Regions from separate parts of the Rattus norvegicus genome. Here region 1 is linked to region 2. Evidence: chromatin contacts called from public Hi-C data. All regions are on one chromosome and are shown on one strand. Each heading gives the region's core, a stretch centred on a gene start, on an enhancer-like site or on the middle of the called end of the contact. The rest is flanking DNA. Distances are from core to core; before and after follow the strand shown.

Region 1 (3,073 bases), core at 147-2,646, 160 kb before region 2:
ATGCCTGGTGAGGCTTACAGGACACCCTGTCCGAAGAAATGAAAACTGTTCTCCAGCCTCTGGGCAGCTGCAGGACTTGGACCATGTTTCTTGACTTGGAACACTTATCGTCAAGTCATGAATGGTGACTTCAGACAGAAGAATTTCTTCAGCCCTCCTTGCAACAAGGCTTTGGGTTCTTTGGTTTGTCGAAGACTGCTGGAGACCAGTTGCCGAGCCCCTCTGCCACCACACTCACAAACTGTACCTGCTCCTTTTAACTTTTTAAATGTGGTTTCCAGAAAATTTAAAATTATAGGTGTGATCCTTCATTAACTTCTGTTAGCCATTACTATCTTAGAGGGTGGCCTTCCCTTTTAAAGCCCAGGCTGCCCCCTTGTGTTAGCCAGGGCTCTCTAGATGAACAGAGCTGATAGCATATATAATTTAGGAGAGTGCTTTACAGGCTGTGGTTCAGCTAGTTCCATACTAGCTGTCCCCCAACAGAGAGCCCAGGGATCGTATAGTTATGCAACCCATGAGGCTGAATGTCTCGGTTGGTCATCAGTGTACATTGGAATCCTAAAGAAGTAGGTTCTAATATCAGCCAAGGAATGCTTTGGTAGCAGGATAGAGAGACTTGCCAGTGAGAGAGAAGGCAAACAGGTAAAAAGCAAAAGCTTCCTTCTTCCATGTTCCATTATATACCTGTCATCAAGGTGCGGTTCAGGATTAGGGTAGGTCTTCTGACCCCAAATGATGGCGTCAAGAAAAATTCCTCACAGGCATTCCCAGCCGCCTGGGTTTTAGTTAATTCCAGATGTAGCCAAGGTGACAACCAAAAATACCCATCACACTTCTCAAGCTAGGAAGAATTTGACATCTAAATGTTTAAAATAAGGGCTGTGGCTCGGTTAGCAGAGTCCTTGTCTAGAATGCAGGAAGTCATTAGCAGGATCCCTAGTGCTTTATAACCTGCATAACGGCACCCGTGTCCTCCCAGAACTCAAAAAATGGAGGCAAGCAGATCAAGGGTTCAAGGCTGGCCCAAACTATATTTGAGGCAAGCTACCCAAGACCGTCTCAATGTATTCACAATAAAAATTTACAATAATTGTCATGTTAGAAATTTCCAGTTGTGAATAGTATGTATATATCTACGCTATTACCCCATGGATATGTCTTCTGTACACCAAGTATAATGGCAGGGCCATTGCTAGAATGCAGAGAAATCTTGTCTCTGTCTCGCAGTCGGGTGTTGGATTACATCCTAAGTCCCTCAGGGATTGGGGGCGTGTCCAAACCCCTGTCTATCAGAGTGGAATTGTCCAATCAGGACGCAGCTGGAGCGGGGGCGGGGCAGGTTGCTTTACTCTCGCGGTGTTTGGTTCTTTTCACTGTTTAGTTCTTGTTCAGGTTCTGTTTCTTCAGGTTCTGTCTCTCCAGCTCACAGTTGTGTAAGGTGGCTCCGCTGTAGCTAGTGTCCCTATGCGGTGCAGACGACGCGGGACGGCAGAAATTCGGAAATGGTGAGCGTTCCGGCCGACGCTGGCTCCATCCAATCAGGACCAGCCGCAGGGAAGGCCTCCGTAGCTTGAGTCTGCGGCCGGATCCCGGTGCTGTCCCGGGTCCTGCGTGGTCTGGGTCCCCTCGCTTCCCATCTGTCCCCGCGGCGGCCTGTCCGACCCATCTCAGGTCTTGGGGCGTCATGGCCGACCCACCTTAAGATTTGGAGCGCTGGCTTCTGGTTGTGGGTTCCCGCCCGCCATGGCTAAGCTTTCCTGAGGCTTGGAAAGTGGGTTCTCAATTTACTGCTCCAAGTGTTCACAGTGAATCCCTCAAATTCCAGTCTTTAGGGCCGACCCCCAGCTAGTCTCAGGACACCGAGTTAGACAGATGGTTGTTTAGTAGGGAAAACCCGAGAGTGGAGATTTCGTCAGTGTGAGCACAGTGCAAGAGTGACAGATGAAGGGTCTAGTGACACTCTTACCCCAATTGGCCTTTGGACAGGAGCTTTTAGGTTTAGGGGAAGGCCAGACCAGAAACAAGCTTTAATAGCAGCAGCCTCATGCAAAGTGTGGCCCCGCCCATCATTGTCTCCGCTCTTTTAAGACCTGGAGCGGACTAGGTGGTTCTCTGGAGATAGCTTCTGCTTCTGTGAATCCTGGGTGAGTGCAGGTTAAGGACCATAACTTATCCCTATGACCTCAGCTTTGAAAGATGAAGTGGGTTAGACAGACACCACTTGAGTCATTACATGCTTAGGTTGAACCAAAATAAAGGAGGTCAGCGGAGTGAAGGCCGACATGCCGGGTTTTCATCCCGCCTTCATTTGTGGATGTATGTGGATACACACACATGTGTGGGTGTCTGAGGAAGTCAGAAGAGCGTCAGATTCCCTGGAGCTAAAGGTATATAGGTGGTTATGAGCTGCTCCAAAGCGGCTACGAGAAACTGAACTCCATCCAGTTTTCTGCAAGAACAGCAAATGCACTTAACCACCCAGCCATCTCTGCAGCCCTTCCAAAGCAGTTTCACTCCCAGTATTCTCAAATGCCAACTAGAGTAAGGTTTAAAAAGTGACAATCATTACTGTTTATTTTCCTTGCTAAATAAATAGAAACAGACAATATTTTTCCATTTCCTGTCAGTAATGGTCCCAGGTTTCAGGACTGCCAGATGCTGACAAGTTTCTTATAGCTGCCATATGTTCTAGCATAAGGTTGACCTTTAATCACCACTTAGACACCAGACTGAGGTCTGGGGTGAAACATCTGGAAGGAGCAGCTGGAGGCCCTGAAGCTGGAGGAATCTCCTGGAATAGTCATCACCTCAATAGTTAATTCTTTTTTTTTTTAAAGGATTCATTCATTCATTCATTCATTCATTCATTCACATTTATTATGTATACATTGTTCTACTTGCATGTATGCCTGCAGACCAGAAGAGGGCAGCAGATCTTATTATAGATGGGTTGAGACATAATGTGGGTGCTGGGAATTGAACTCAGGACCTCAGGAACTTAGCCATTCCTCCTGCTCAATAGTTAATTCTTAGGGACATCTCCCCCTAAGCTTATTACGTGCTGGCGAAT
Region 2 (3,162 bases), core at 303-2,802:
GTGGCTGCTCATGCAATACCAGGGTGTGTCAGAAGCCTGGCTGGGCCAGAAGAGAGGAAGGCACAGCTGGCTGATGGGCTGCTGTGACTCACCGCGGACCTGTGGCTAGACGGCCATCCTCAGCCCTCCCTCTTGCCCGCGGGTGAGGCTTAGGGCTGCACAGATGGCGTGCAGGGGCTTGCCAGGCCAAGGCCCAGGGGTTGGACCAGGGGAGCCAGGGTGGAGGAGACCCTGGGAACCGAGACATGAACTGACCCTGAAGACAACCCAGAAGAAATGGACAGACAGAGGAGAAAGGAGGAGAAAGAAAAACACAAAGGGAAATTTTCCCATGAAAATATTTTATTTTCTTTGAGAACAGGATACACCTGCAGGGCTCCTCGGCCCAGCCGCCTCTCCCTGCCCTGGCCGGTGCCAGATTCCTAGACCAACGGGGCCCTCTGCCGGCCACACCGCCGCGAGCCGGCACTGCAGCCAGGGGCGAGGGAACAGGTGACCGGCGAAGGGCGGCGGCCCAAGGCGCAGTCCAGGGCACCCAGGACCAGGGTTGCGACCCGAGGGGCTAACCAGGGCTCCCAGAGGGGGAATGAGAGGGTGATAAGCAGGGAGGGCAGACAAAGCTGGGGCGCTGCCATGCATGATGCCACCCGGGACCTTGGCGAACTCAAAGTGCAATGGGTGTCCCTCTAAAGATCGCTGGGTTCAGGCATCCCAGACCTGGGAAAGCTAGTAGAGAGGGAGGGACGAAAGGAACTAAAGGCGAAGAGACGCGCCCAACGACGCGGCAAAACTGCTAACGCATAGACAGTCGAGTGCGGGCGGCGACCCCGCGGGACAGTGGCGGCGTTTACCCCCTGGGTCAGGTCTCCCAGACGTGTTCCCGAGGGCTGAGGTCGGGGCCAGGCTCGGGCGAGCGCCAGAAGAAAGCACAAGAAAAATAAATTTCTCCAGCTTGGAGGGTTTTTTTCTCCCCTTTGGGGCTCAGTGCAAGGAACATCTGGATTTTGTACGTGTTTTTTTGTTGTTGTTAAATTAACTTTTCCAGGAGAGAAGGGGGGTAGTGGGCAGGGGCCAGGGAGGCTCCAGCCTTTTGGCAGGAACACCGCGGCCTAAGGCGGCGGCGGCGACTCGGGAGTCACGGTGGACCGCGGCCCCCAGCAAGCCCGTCGGGGACACCGACCCCTCTACCTCTAGGGCGCACGGCGGGCAACGACCTGCGGACCGAGAGGCGCGCTCGCTGCCAACTAACAACTCCAAGCCACCCGTGTACCCCGCCGAGCACCTGGCGAGTGCTGTCCCGGGCTCGATGCCCCCGTCCGGCCCCGCCGCCCTCGCCCGCCCTCGCGCGGCCGCCCGCCGCGGGCACCTACCCGAAGTAGGCGGCCGAAGGGCGCAGCGCGGCGAGCAGCAGCGTCAGCCCGAAGGCCGCGGCCAGCCAGCGCGCCAGAAGGGACCCATCCAGCATCTTGCCGCGCCGCGGCGGCTGACCATCGCGCTCCGGGCTCCGCGCAGGGCGCGCCGCGACCGCCGCCCTCTTATAGCGTCCGCAGCCGCGGCCGCGGGGCGGGGCGCCGGCCAGCTGGGCCCGGCCCGCCCGCGCCCCGGAGGAGGGGTCACGCCGGCGCCGGGGGCGGGCCGAAACCCGAGCTGCGCGCCCGCCGCTGCGGCGGAGCTGCTCGGCTCGCGGGGCGGGCCTGGGGCGCGCCGTGGGGAGGGCTGGGCACGTGGCGCGGTGGGAACCCCGGTCGAATAACGGAGCCAGAAGGAGCGGTGGGGCGGGACCGGGAGACCACGAGTAAGATTAGACCCCAGGGCTAGGTGTCTGCAGCCAGGACACAAGTGCAAGCTCCGGGGTGTCTCCTGACAGTTGGGGACCGGGTGTTGGCCGCTGGGAAAGACATTCGAAAGCCTAGAAACTTTGACGACTGTGCTTGAGGGGTAGTGACTGGGTGGTTTGGGGGTGACGTTAGCCACAGATTTCAGAGACGGGTGGACGTGAATCCACTCGCTGGAGAATGTTGCCAAGAGGGAGCCACTGCTTAAAGCTGGGGTACTGTGGCTGGAGGAATGGAAAGACGACCTCTCGAAGGGAGACCAAAAATGCATTCCTGCAGAGCCGGTGCTGTGGCCAACTTAGACCTAACAATGGGACGATATGGTCCTCAGAGGCCTTTTGACTATTAGCTGCAGATATCACTGACACACCTCATCCCCCAAACAGGATGGAAGATGAAGGAGACCGCTGGCCAGGATGGTGACTGGCCTGTGTGAAAGCCCAGAGCGGTGACTTATCATCATGGACTGAATTGTCTGTAAGTCAAACCTGGACTAAGACGCAGAGAAACACAAGTGCCCAGGACACCCAAGAGACTGTTTACAAGTCTCCTGACATTGGGGGAGGGGCGGCTTATTCAGGGACGATTCAAAGTGCTGGAGAATAGGACTGAGTGATTGGGTCCCGACACATGCCCACCACGTGTCAACCTTCGGTGCTGGAGACGCACTTATGTGCAAGACAGTGACAGCACACACACCAGAGGCAAGCTAACGAAACTCAGGGTCGGCTAACACTAGTGTGCCTCCCTGACCTGGGCTTGCAGGGGCAAACTCCATGCCCTGGAAGGCAAACCTCTTTACCAGCCAGCACCTTCTGAACTTAGAAGGGCTGATTCTGGATCGGAGACCTCCAAGTCTGAGAGGTTTGAGCTCCTCTGGGAGGCTGGGTTGTCTAGCTGTGCACAGCAACTGCTCAGCCACCTGTCACTGCTCCAAAGGAAAGCAGAGGAGGAAATGAGCGCAAAAAAAATCACATCAGCCTCCGCACTGGTCAGAGCCAAGCAGGTTACTCCTGTGGGTGTGGACCACCCAAGTGAATATACTCTGTCCTGACTGAAAAGCTTCCATATGTGGTGGGTGTGTGGCTGGGTGAGGGGTCAGGAGAGCCCATCAGTTCCTCTCTGGGCCTTGGTTTCCCCAATCAGAGGCCCATTTAACTGCAGTCAGAGACTCATATCTCTCCCCATTGCTAGGAACCCTCCCACACCCTACAGAGCCACCCAATGATGCTTCTGCAGCAAAATGAACCCAGAAGGCAGCTCCAGCCATCCGAGCATTGGGGGGTGGGGGTGGGAGGCTCAGCATCAGGGAGACTTCCACCTTCCA

The links. Hi-C and Micro-C count contacts between places; a contact is called where the count stands out from the background.
Region 1: a Hi-C map of hepatocytes shows a contact between it and region 2, with 2.6 times the contacts expected there. The contact joins the promoter of Zfp867 here to the promoter of Wnt9a in region 2. A contact is called at or near these places in 11 of 12 Hi-C or Micro-C datasets (the A7r5 cell line, the Rat2 cell line, Schwann cells and 7 more) and 1 of 1 datasets of contacts at active chromatin or transcription factors (oligodendrocytes).

What each region holds. Positions count from the first base shown.
Region 1 is chr10:44,753,087-44,756,159 of GRCr8, reverse strand. It overlaps Zfp867 (zinc finger protein 867), which reads left to right and starts at 1,396. Exons shown (of 4, transcript NM_001109677.2): 1 at 1,396-1,508. The coding sequence starts at 1,506.
Region 2 is chr10:44,592,081-44,595,242 of GRCr8, reverse strand. It overlaps Wnt9a (Wnt family member 9A), which reads right to left and starts at 1,552. Exons shown (of 4, transcript NM_001105783.2): 1 at 1,371-1,552. The coding sequence starts at 1,465.